3 separate regions of the Mus musculus genome follow, and regions 2 and 3 are each linked to region 1. The links are chromatin contacts, called in public HiCAR-type maps. All regions are on one chromosome and are shown on one strand. Each heading gives the region's core, a stretch centred on a gene start, on an enhancer-like site or on the middle of the called end of the contact. The rest is flanking DNA. Distances are from core to core; before and after follow the strand shown.

The links. HiCAR-type assays count read pairs that join an accessible place to other places.
Region 2: a HiCAR-type map of astrocytes shows a contact between it and region 1, with 2.6 times the contacts expected there. The contact joins two enhancer-like sites. A contact is called at or near these places in 1 of 15 datasets of contacts at CTCF or cohesin (the NIH/3T3 cell line), 1 of 484 Hi-C or Micro-C datasets (liver) and 3 of 115 datasets of contacts at active chromatin or transcription factors (astrocytes, embryonic stem cells and large pre-B cells).
Region 3: a HiCAR-type map of astrocytes shows a contact between it and region 1, with 2.0 times the contacts expected there. The contact joins two enhancer-like sites. A contact is called at or near these places in 1 of 15 datasets of contacts at CTCF or cohesin (the NIH/3T3 cell line), 2 of 115 datasets of contacts at active chromatin or transcription factors (astrocytes and embryonic stem cells) and 2 of 9 other capture datasets (adipose tissue and liver).

What each region holds. Positions count from the first base shown.
Region 1 is chr3:121,763,881-121,767,720 of GRCm38.p6, forward strand. It overlaps Abcd3 (ATP-binding cassette, sub-family D (ALD), member 3), which reads right to left. Exons shown (of 23, transcript NM_008991.3): 21 at 1,121-1,225. Among named protein-coding and RNA genes, the nearest start is that of F3, 42 kb to the left of the region's middle. Within about 2 kb of position 1,646, at least 15 of the 459 cell types and tissues checked have an H3K27ac peak or open chromatin away from gene starts, as enhancers often do. A contact at or near this core is called in astrocytes, where this site is marked.
Region 2 is chr3:121,336,711-121,340,550 of GRCm38.p6, forward strand. All of the region lies in intron 3 of Alg14 (asparagine-linked glycosylation 14), which reads left to right. Among named protein-coding and RNA genes, the nearest start is that of Gm33310, 9.1 kb to the right of the region's middle. Within about 2 kb of position 2,176, at least 32 of the 459 cell types and tissues checked have an H3K27ac peak or open chromatin away from gene starts, as enhancers often do. A contact at or near this core is called in astrocytes, where this site is marked.
Region 3 is chr3:121,463,344-121,467,183 of GRCm38.p6, forward strand. It overlaps Slc44a3 (solute carrier family 44, member 3), which reads right to left. Exons shown (of 15, transcript NM_145394.3): 13 at 71-208. Among named protein-coding and RNA genes, the nearest start is that of Cnn3, 39 kb to the left of the region's middle. Within about 2 kb of position 1,733, at least 30 of the 459 cell types and tissues checked have an H3K27ac peak or open chromatin away from gene starts, as enhancers often do. A contact at or near this core is called in astrocytes, where this site is marked.

The DNA.
Region 1 (3,840 bases), core at 396-2,895:
GTGTGCGTGCATGTGCGTGCATGTGTGTGTGTGCATGCGCACGCATGTATGCACATGCAAGAGTGTGCATATATACATGGCTTATTGTAAACTCCCCAAATATAAACTGTTAAAATACTCCTGAAACTCATTTAGTCACACAGAGTAACAGAATATACTACTATTTTTCAAATCTACCAAGAGTTCATCAGGACTAGTGAACAAGTATGTAAATAATGGCAGCACAGCTTACCTCCTGTTTATCAACTAAAAGAAACTTGTTTTAGATAATACTATCCAAATAAAATAAACCAAATAAATTAAAAACTAACAAACGAAGGGTGGAGAGATGCCTCAGGGTAGAGCACCTGCCGTCCCCGCATGAGCACTGGGTTTTGGCGGTGGGCATGGTGGGCGGCCTGTAAACCCAGATCAACCTGTGTTCTCCACACACCCCCTATGCATGCACACACATACAAGCACAGCAGGTACATATGCCACAAACACATATGTACACATAAAATAAGAATGTGAAAAGATTTAAGTTAGCATATGGTAACTGTTGGTTTTTCTTAATTTAAAAAATGATATATAGGTAACGTTAATGGGACAAAAGAAATACCAGCGTTTTTGTTGTTGTTGTTGTTGTTGTTTTGGTTAACTGAGTAAGTAATAATGTAAAAGAGATTTAAACACTATATCACAACTAAGAAATTGCTAAGATTTAGAATGCATGGATAATTTCTTATAATCTGTTTGTATCTATAAAGTTGTATTTTTAAATTTTCTTTAAAGATTAATTTATATAAATGAGTTTACTATAGCTGTCAGACACACCAGAAGAAGGCATCAGATCCCATTACAGATGGTTGTAAGCCACCATGTGGTTGCTGGGAATTGAACTCAGGCCCTCTGGACGTGCACTCAGTGCTCTTCACTCTCCAGCCCTTATAAAGCTGTATTTAGAATACACTGATAGCTCCATGCACTCTGTGTATATATTAGTTACCAGTTTAGAGACAATGCTAGGTATTACTTCTCAGTAGCATTCTCGTTGCTTGGAATTCCCTCTGGGCCAAGCCTGCAGTGGGTGTGTGTGGCACACAGACGCTCCAGCACAGCCCCTGTGTGTGACGCTTACCTTTCGACAGTGGCTGTAAATGTAGTCCTCCACATCCACACTGACCGCACTTGTGCATTCATCCAAAATGGCAAACTGGGGTTTATGATAAAACAGTCTTGCCATCTAAAGTATAAAAGGAAATAATCTGTATAAATAGAGATTGGCCTAAAGGTGAAGCTAATAAAAAAAAGATAAACTTACTTCAGTAAATATGCTTTTTGAGTCTTCGAGAGCTAAATATTAAAGTTATTCTTAACTAAAAAGCATCATCCCAGAGACAGAAATAATATAAATAAAATGAATTATTTTTACTGTCATCTTAAACAAAAGGAGAAATATGTATGTGAGAAATATGTATTGCTAAGACAAAACAAACAAACACTTGTGTGAGATGGAACTCAGTCTTAAGATGAACGGTCAACAAACAAGTTTTGTGCTTTAGCCAAACCTTAGAATTCAGACCCCAGATGGCTCAGATGCACAGCCTCCCCCTGTTGCTTAAGTAAGGGCATCTGCTGGTGCTCACTGACTGCATTCTAGTGGCCCTGCCAGGTCGGCCTGCTTGGTCAGGAAGTGTGCTGTCTCTGAAAGCTGCTGGCCTTAGAAATGAACCCAGGAGTGCTAATCCTTTCATTTCTTTCATTAGCAGGAATGTGGAACATTTTCTCTCACTTAATATTCCAAATGTATTCTTTTTCTGGAAATGTTCTGCCACTGTCCCCAATAGAAATCTTCATGTTGCAAAACCAACAGACATGTCCCTCACCCTAATCAACTTATCTTCTGAGAAACATTCTCCTCAAGGCACTCCGTCTCTGAGAACAGCGAGGGCACTGGGGTCCTCCCCTCACGGCGTTCTCCGTCCTCTCTAGTACTTTCCCACTTGGCCATTCAGTGTGTGTACGTGGGGTTCCTCAGAACTAAATCCCAGATCCTCTTCTCTCTCAGAGCTAGGAGCGAAATCTTCCTGGCCCCTTTCCTACTCTCCCTCTCATCCACTCTTTCTTCAGTCTCACGGAGTTTAGAGTACACACTCCTCATCCCTGCCATGCCCTCATCTCAGAGAACACTCATCTTCTGCCTGCATGACACACCACCCTCCTGCTCTGCTTTTCACTATTCTTTTCACTATTCTTTTCACTATTCTTTTCACTATTCTCCATGTGACCAGGGAGCATCTACTACATATGTAACTCAAAGAACCCCACTTGACAAAAAGTTCTCCACAGCTTCCCCTTTCTCATCTTCAAGGTCCTGTTCCCCTTCCTCCTACCATGCTCTGACCTCAGCATCTAGCCAGCACTATCTCTTCCATCAGCCACTAGGAGAAAGATGTCTGGGTCTTAGAGGTTCTGTCATGTCTCTCTTTCCTTCTCTTTTTGCTGTTGTGTTGCTTGCTTCTGTTTGATAGAGGCTCTCACTCTAATTAGCCCAGGCTAGCCTAAATTCATGGCAATCCTACTGCCTCTGACTCCAGAATGCTTGGACCATGCCTATGCTATCACAACAGGTGTATCTGCTCTTAAGTCCCAATATCTGACTCTGGTCCGGACATCTTTCAAGTGACTGCTTAAGTCACTTTCTCGATCCAAGTGCGCCCTTTATAGAACTGCTGCATATGGCAAACTTGAGCTTATCTTTCTTTGTGTGGTTGCCTTAGCTGTAAGATTCACTAAAGTAGAAACCATGATGAAACTGCAACAATATGCCTGACACTACCCACAGCTGTTCTATTCAAGTACACAGCAAGTGAATAACTAAATGAGCTGCTTTTCTGAGGCTTACACCTGTGTGCATGGAGCGAGGAAGAGGAGGCATCAGGCATTATCACAGACTGTGCACTGACGGTGTTTCACAAGGGCCTCTCTGCTCCACAAACTATTCTCACCGTGTGTGTGTGTGTGTGTGTGTGTGTGTGTGTGTGTGTGTGTGTGTGTGTGTGTGTGTCTCCATCTCCCCCCATGCTGTCAACTATTTGACTCCACAAAATAAGGAAGTTGTAAGGTAAGTATTCAAACCGACATTCTGTCAGCTGAGGTTGATAAGCGGTCTTTCACACATTCTAACGTTAGCTGTCTGCTTGGCAAGCCCAAACTACTAAAGTACAGTTTCCTTGATATTCACATTAATAATTTCATAGGACTGTTTTAAAGATATAGTTAGTGTGTTAGCCTTTGTAATCTGCTTGGCATACTGGCTATCATCTACTAAGCACTTAAAAACTAGCTATTACTGACCTCAACTGTTACCGGCCTCTTATTCAAATATAAAGAGCTCTGCTGAGCAGTAAAGGAGTAAGTAGGAAACTGAAGATGGGGGCTGGGAAGATGGCTCAGTGGGTAAAGAGCCTGTTGTGCAAGCACAAAGACCTGAGTCCAAACCCCCAACACCCATACAAAAACAAAGCTGGGCATGGTGGTATCAACTGTAATCCAGGGCTGGAAGGCAGACAAAAGGGATCTTGCAGGCTTGCTGGTAACGAAGCCTAGCCAACTGATAAACTCCAGATTCAATGACGGACCCTGTCTCAAAAAGTAAATCCACAAGACATCTGATGAAGACCTCTGTAGTAACCAACGACTGAGCTGCCATGTGGGCACTAGACATTAAACCCAGAAAGTCTGAAAGAACCAACAGTGCTCTTTAATACTAAACCATCTCTCTAGCACATTTTCTTGATTCCTAATTGCTGTAGGAAGGCCCAGCTTACCCAGACAGTACCATCTGTGAGCGAGCAG
Region 2 (3,840 bases), core at 926-3,425, 430 kb before region 1:
CCACCACAGCCATCATGGAGCTTTGCCCTGTGCTAGGTGCTTCGAGAGGTCTTTCACTGTTTGCATTTTCTTGGCCGGGGATTCTTGTCTTCTGCCCAAATAGAAATTCTGGGCAGGCAAGGAGAAGCTCTTTCGGGCTGCTCTGTGACAGCATTCATTTTTCTCAGTTCTTGGTAAGAGGCAGCAGCAGCAGGCAGACAGAGTTATCATCTCATGGTGCTCTCTCTAGTTACCATGCTCTCAGGCCTTCACAGTATCAGGGCCATTAACTGCTTGAATATCCAGCTCTGTGGGGTCCTAGGAAATCCAGAGTTCTCGGCCTTTGATAGCAGTAAGTATTACAGCTCTTGGCTCCGGGTCTGAGACCCTTGACCCTGAAGACATGGAGATAGACCTCTCTAACTCTTCCAGCAGCTGGGACCATAGTTTCTCTTCTCTGGTTTTTTTTATGGTCTTCTATCTTTATTCAGTCTCAGATCTTCACATTCTCTTGCAGTCTCTTCACATCTTCCTTCACTGGCCACATCAGAATGGGCCAGCGGCTTCTTCAGACAGCTGGTTGCCTTGTCCTTCACAGCTCTACCAGTTGACAGCCAAACTGCTGTTCCTAGTCCACAGCCTCAGTCGTTTGTTACTCTACTGCCCCTCCTTTCTCCCTGCTACCATCTGTGGTGATCTGAATAAAAATGCACTCTCACCTGCTCCCCACCCCTTAGGCTCATCAGAGTATCATTATTAGAGGTGTGGCCTTGTTGGAGGAAATATAACACTAGGGGATGGGCTTTGAGGTCTCAAAGCTCAAGCCAGCCAGGCCTAGTGGCTCATTGTCTCTTCCCATTGCCTTTGGATCCAGTTGTAGAACTCTCAGCTACTTTTCCCGCACCGAGGCCATACTTCCCAACATGGTGATAATGGACTAAACTTCTAAACTATAAACCAGCCCCAATTAATGGTTTTCCTTTATTTGTGTTCCTACAATCTGGATGTGAGGATAATTTGGCTTCGATTTCTGTCAACCCATTGATCAACGGGGTTGATTCGGCTGATCTGGCTGGCTAGATGGGTGTCTCCTTCCTCCCTCACCACTCCATGCCCGTGCCTCCTGAAGCTGCTTAGTCAAAGATGACCTTCCCTAATAGAAGAGGACCAGATTAGTCAAGAGACTACGAGTAGCTGTGTTCCACTCCTCCAAACAGTTCCTCAGAGTTACTGCGTTCATGGTGTCTCTTCACAGCAGTAAAAACCCTGAGACACCAGCTCAGCCTACACTAAGAGTAGTCCAGCAGTGACCACTAGCCTCTTTTATTGGGCCTGTCTGTGCAATACCAGGGGATGCAGCACAGGAGGCTGTCTCCTAGCTGGCTTTCTAAGTGAGCTTGAGCAGCCCAAGCCCAAGCAAGAGCTATTTGGTGCAATCATAGGCATTTATTCGAGCCAGTTGCTGCCTTGCAAGCTCTTAGTCCCACTCACAGCTTGCCAGAGCAAAGAAGTGTGGTACAAACTGTTTCCCACAGCCCTGGCTAAGGACCGTACATCAGGAGCTGAAGTGCTCAGCTGTGTCAGATTGTCTCCCCAGGGTGTCCTACAATATTGCAGGTGACTGGCATAGGAGTAGTCCCACCAGCTATTTGATTGGCAGCTCTTTTTCTCAAAGCGGCAGGGCAGCAAGAGAGTCCAGCCGCTGCTGGCTAAGGAGTCTCTAGTTTCCCCATCATACTTGTTTATTGCCTTAGTTGCTTTTTCTGTTGCTGTGATAAAACACCCTGACAAACGCAACTTGAAAAGGAAGGGTGAGGGGAATGCCAGGGCCAGGAAGCAGGAGTGGGTGGGTTGGTGAGCAGGGAGAGGGTGAAGGGATAGGGAGTTTTCAGAGGAGAAACCAGGAAAAGGGGTTAACATTTGAAATGTAAATAAAGAAAATATCTAATAAGAAAGAGAGAGAGAGAAGGAGGAAGGAAGGAAGGAGGGAGGGAGGGAGGGAGAGAGAGAGAGAGAGAGAGAGAGAGAGAGAAAGAAAGAAAGAAAGAAAGAAAGAAAGAAAGAAAGAAAGAAAGAAAGAAAGAAAACAAAGGGTGAATTTTGACTTTCCAATTTTGGCTTGCAGTTGGCAGTGTAGTGGTCCGTTATGGTATTTTAAGACAGCAGGAGGGACCTAGTCACATTGCTTCTGTTGTCAGGAAGAAGAGTGGAGCATGCCTGTTTCACAACCAAGCAGTGGACGGACAGGCAGGCAGCCCAAATACCTACAGTCTTTGGGGAGTACTTAGAACTTGTTTGGAAGTCATCTGCATTGTGTTTCTAAGAACAACCTGACTACAGCCCATTTAAACTGCTAAAGGGTAAACTAGAGACCATGGCATCAGAATGAAGCTCTGAAAGTCAGTGAGAATTGTAAATTTGGAAATTTTGGAGGGGAAGTGATATAAAGACAGTGATAATAAAATAAAAATAGCCCATGACTGAAAATGCATGCTAAAACATTTCGTCTCATTGGAGACCTGAGAACAGTAAAATATCTAAGTTGGAGTCTTATCCTTACCAGACCAATAAATCAGCTTAGGGTCTCTGAAGTAACTCTTGGCTTCCTTTGTCTTTAGAGCCAGCAGATACCGGGTGTTGTTTTAGTTGCTGGCAAGACACTATAAATACCCAGATTCTGGCCATTGTATTTTTATTTTGAGTACCAGGTAATTTTTTTTAATGGAGGCTTGGGACAAATTGTGGATAAACAATAGCTTTTGGTTGGGTTTAAATATGGCTTGGTTTTACCCTGTCATGGAAAATCAAGACAGTTCTATATTTAGACATGTATAGTAATTCTAATATTTTTAACAATGACAACATTCTTGTGGGTTTATTTTCTCTACTAACAACAAATACGAGCAAGTCGTAGCAACAGCTCATTAGATTAGAACGTCTGTAATTCAACCTTCGATCTTTAAGGAGCTTCCAACTTTACAAGTCTTCAATTCCTTGGTTCTAAAGTAATATACTAGAAAGTTCTACCACAGGAAGGCCATTGAGAAGAGACCCCTCAGATTATGGGGCATGTGTGTTCTCAGGGTAGAGCCCCCAAATATGAAAATGGAGTGTGTGACTAACCGGATGAGGGGCTGCATCAAACCTGCCTTAATACTCACTCAGCCTTCGTGACTATCAGAGGTGACATCTGTATCTCTCAGGGACAAATGTGAAGGACTAATTGGTACTTAATGAGCGCTGAAAGTCTTGCCGTTTCCAGTACAGTGTGGTCGTAATAGCTTGTTCTAGCAAAACAAAATGACTATAAACGATTTCTAGAAAGTTTACTTCCAGCTCTATTTCTGACAGCTGGATGCTATAACTTTCCCAAACGAGACTTCAGGCTACTGTGACATTCATCCAGAGATCCAAATTAAAGTTCATGTAGCACTATAATAATTAAACGTGGTTAAACTGTGTTTGGTCCTTATTTTTGTTCTGTGATGATGGGAACCAAACCTAGGGCCTCATGAATTCTAGACAAGTGCCCTAGTGAATATTAAAATAATGTAACAACAAGTTTAGTGTGTAGACATAAGGAACAAGAAGGATCTTAATCTCATTTTATATGGGAGGGCTTAAGTCTCTTCAGGCTACTCTAGGAAAATATCACGAACTGGCTGTTTATCAACAGAAATGTGTTTCTCAAAGCTAGGAAGTCCAAGGTCACAGCCAGGGCCAGTTTGCTATCTGGTGAGAGGCTACTTTCTACTCATACACAATTCATTCACTTCAAGTGCAGGAAGAGTCGGGGAATTTTTGGGACCTCGTTCATGAGAGGGTTGCCTGCAATGAAATCACACCCCAAAGGTTCTGGCG
Region 3 (3,840 bases), core at 483-2,982, 300 kb before region 1:
AGTCAGCCTCCTTGTTGGCTACTTTGTTGACTTCCAGGTACCTAGTACTTATTTAGTCAAGACATCTCACCTTTCCCAGGAAAATGACAAAGTTTCCAAAGCAGTTAACAGACGTGAGATGACTTGAATTCTTGGCTATGATTGTGTGCGCATCTTTTGCGGATGTACAAAAGTCTGTCCCGTTAATGGCAGTTGCAGTGTACGCATCCTAGAACAGAAGGCATCAGTTATGAATACGGTGATTTGTGGCATTTTAAGGCAACAGAATGACAGTACAAAGTATGTGACCTAGTATCTCCACCCAAAACAAACAAGCTGGACTATGATCTATTTCTTATCATAGTCAAATATATTTCCATACCATTCGGAAAATGGGAAAGGACCTCATGTCAATCCTGCAGGCTGAATGGCCCAGCACACACATGGAAAAAATGAGTCGATATAAGTTATTTTGTAATACACAATAGAGTCGGAGGGCAGGGAAAGGTGTTTGGGTAACAAAAAGAGAGCAGACCCTAGGGACTTGTGAGCCAAACCCAAGGCTGTAGCTGGTATGGAGTTAGTGAGGGCTTCTTCAGGATCCCCTGGGCCTGAGAGATAGTATTGGTTGTTTCTAGAGAGCTGCATTCCCTGTACAAAATAGGATTCATAATTTGAAATCAACCAGACACTTGGGAAAGCACTTAAAAAATAACCTAACGTGTGCCCAAGATAGTTGAAATATCTGGGGTCCGGGCAAAAACAAGATAAAAATCATTCCACCAGGGCTGGTGGATCCTCACAACAACTGTACTGGCAGAAGTGGGCTCCCCAGAGCAGGGCAGAGCCAGGGAGATATATAACAAACCCAACTCTGCCCTGAGGACCCTGGGGAAGAGGTATGCTGAAAGTGCTCTAAGGAAATGGGGCAGGGGCTAGAGGGAACAGCAGGATGGTGTGGAAAAGGAAGAGACAGAAAAAAACGGAATAGGAATGAAAAAAAAAAAAAAAAAAAAAACAACTCACACAGTTTAAATTACATATTTGGCTTTTGCCCCTAAGAAAGCATTTGGTGTTGTTACATGGCTTCTAACATTTTAATTTCTAGTAACTCAGTTTTATGGGGCATGTGCTTTGCATATGTGCAGGAAGGTACACTTTGAATTTAGCCAAGAACTCAAGAAGTGAAATGCACCTACTGGCTATTTAAAATATTCTGATATTAATACATACTGAATGTCTTAATTTTGTGATCCTAGATCCTTGAAGATTAGATTTCCAAAAAGTGAGATTTCTGAGTCAAAGCGTGCATGCGCGCGCGCGTGTGTGTGTGTGTGTGTGTGTGTGTGTGTGTGTGTGTGTGTGTTTAGAATGGCAGATTTGGTTTTTTGTTTGTTTTAGTTTGTTTGAGACAAGGGCTCACATAATGCGAACTGGCCTCAATTTTGCATCTCCCTCTCAAAGGCTGAGTTTTTGGGCCTGGGGAGCCACACGGGGGTTTATGTGGTGTTGGGAACTGAATTCAGGCCTTCTCATATGCAAGCCCAGCATTCTGCGGACTGAATTCTAACCCCAGCGCAGACTCATTCTTTCAAAGACTGGAAAGCAAGATTAAGGGCACTTTCCCAAAGCCCCCTGATGAGTCAGTAAGACAAAGACTCTTTTCTTTAAACACCAACTGTCTGGATTTCACATTTCATCAGTTTGCATTGGGCCAAAACTCAATCTAAAAGCACAGTGGTTCCAGGAAGCACAGGCCCTGTAGGCCAGCTGTCTTTGGGCTCAAATCCTGGCTCTTCCAGTGAGGAGACACTGGGCACAGGGCAGCGACCAGCCTCTCAGCTCCTTTTCCTTATCCAAACAGGGACAGAGAGCCTACCGATGGGGATGGGAGGTTTAAAGATACAGGCCTGAGGACCCCAGCATCTGGCCATAGTACCTGAAGGCTGATCACTCTCACGTAGCTAGAGCACTTCAAAGATGGCATCATTAACCAGCCACCCGGAGCCCTGATCAACTCCTTAAGATTCTGGGGGGCATGGGAAAGACCTGTGTTCTTTATCCTCATGGGAACTCAGAAGTGGTCAGCTATGTGTCTTGGACCATGTCCCGGTGCCCAGTGTGGTGGCCATCTTTGCTTCCTCTCTTTAGTCAAGTTCTAACCCAAGCCCACACCACAGGCTCAACACTTTCCCTACTGATTCCTAGTGGACATCCCGAGTCACGTGGGGAAGGGTAGGTTGATTTTTGTTTTGTTTATGCCTTTTTTTTTTTTTTTTTGAGGGAGGGTTTTCTCCCTGAAACCTACTGCCTCACAGTTCATCACTCATGAGCAACAAAAATAGATTTTGTTCTTCGGCTAAGATGATTAAAAGTTAAACGGTACGTTTTTGTGCATGTGTCGATTCCACGACTTTCCAGGAGGCTCCTAACCATTTATCTTTTCTTTAACATCTCACGGCCCACTGAAAGAGAACACTAAAACCACACTGACAGGGAAATTATATATGCCTTCCTAAAGTGACTACGGTAATAACATTTTACCGTGAGATCCCACCCTCTCTGCCACATCCAGACCTAGATTAGTGACTAGCTGAATGAGCGGTGGGCGCAGCACTGCCCGAGAGGCATCCTGCTGTTTCAGTATTAGTGGTCCACGCTTAAGCTGAGTAGAAGTTGTTTCCTTGGCAGCCATCTGGAGGATGGAGTGCACTAGACTGTCCACAGTGTGTGCACGTATCTGAGCTGACAGCTCCGGGACCATGTGCAAAGGGAGCTGCTACAGAGGTTGACGGTGTGTGGAAAGAGTGTCTTGTGATGAAGGATAGGAAGCAAGCACAATGGGTTGCTTATGGAAACGATTAGAGGAGGAACTCCCCCTCCCCACATAGGGGAGGAACCCCCTTCCCCCATGGCTAACCTTTCAGCAAGGAAAAGAGAGCAATGGTTAAACCGCTCTAAGTTGATGACCATGTAAAACTCACAGGGTGAACCTGAGATAGGGTCTCATGTACCAATTCTCAGATTTATCTACAGCTACAATGGCTTTGAACTTCTGATCTCCTATCTGAACCTCCCTAATGCTGGGATTACTAGCACTGTCTAGATGGGTAAGCACTCTACCAACTGAGCTAGCCCAGGTCGCTGGGTTTAAGATTTGACTTTCTATGCTGTGCATTAGAAAGGAAAAGGAGAAGTGTGTGAAATGCGGGCAGGAGAAGATCACAGCGGGCATTTGTTTTCCCTGGCCTAAAGCACCCAGTTTTATTCCAAGTTTTCTCAATCACTTAAAATATAACAAAGGTGCCGGGCAGTGGTGGCGCATGCCTTTAATCCTAGCACTTGGGAGGCAGAGGCAGGTGGATTTCTGAGTTCGAGGCCAGCCTGGTCTACAGAGTGAGTTCCAGGACAGCCAGGGCTACACAGAAAAACATATATATATATATATAATATACATATAATATGTTATATGTATAACATATTATATGTATATAATATATATCTCAAAGGCAGTGGTTCTCAATCTGTTCTCAACCCATTGCAGTGAGGACCTGTCAGATGACCCTTTCACAGGGGCTGCATATCAGAGATTTACATTAGAATTCATAACAGTAGCAAAATGACACTTATGAAGTAGCAACAAAGATAATTTTATGGTTGGGGGTCGGTACCACGTTAGAAGGAACTGTATTAAAAGATTGCAGTCTTAGAAAGGTTGAGAACTAGGAGGAATAAGCCAAGAATTATGGCTGAAAAAACATCATATCAGAACTCTGCAAGACATTCCCACACAAGCGATAATGCCCACAGGGCCCTGCTGCACTTAGGGTCAATGTGGTGTGACCACACAGCCACCGAGTG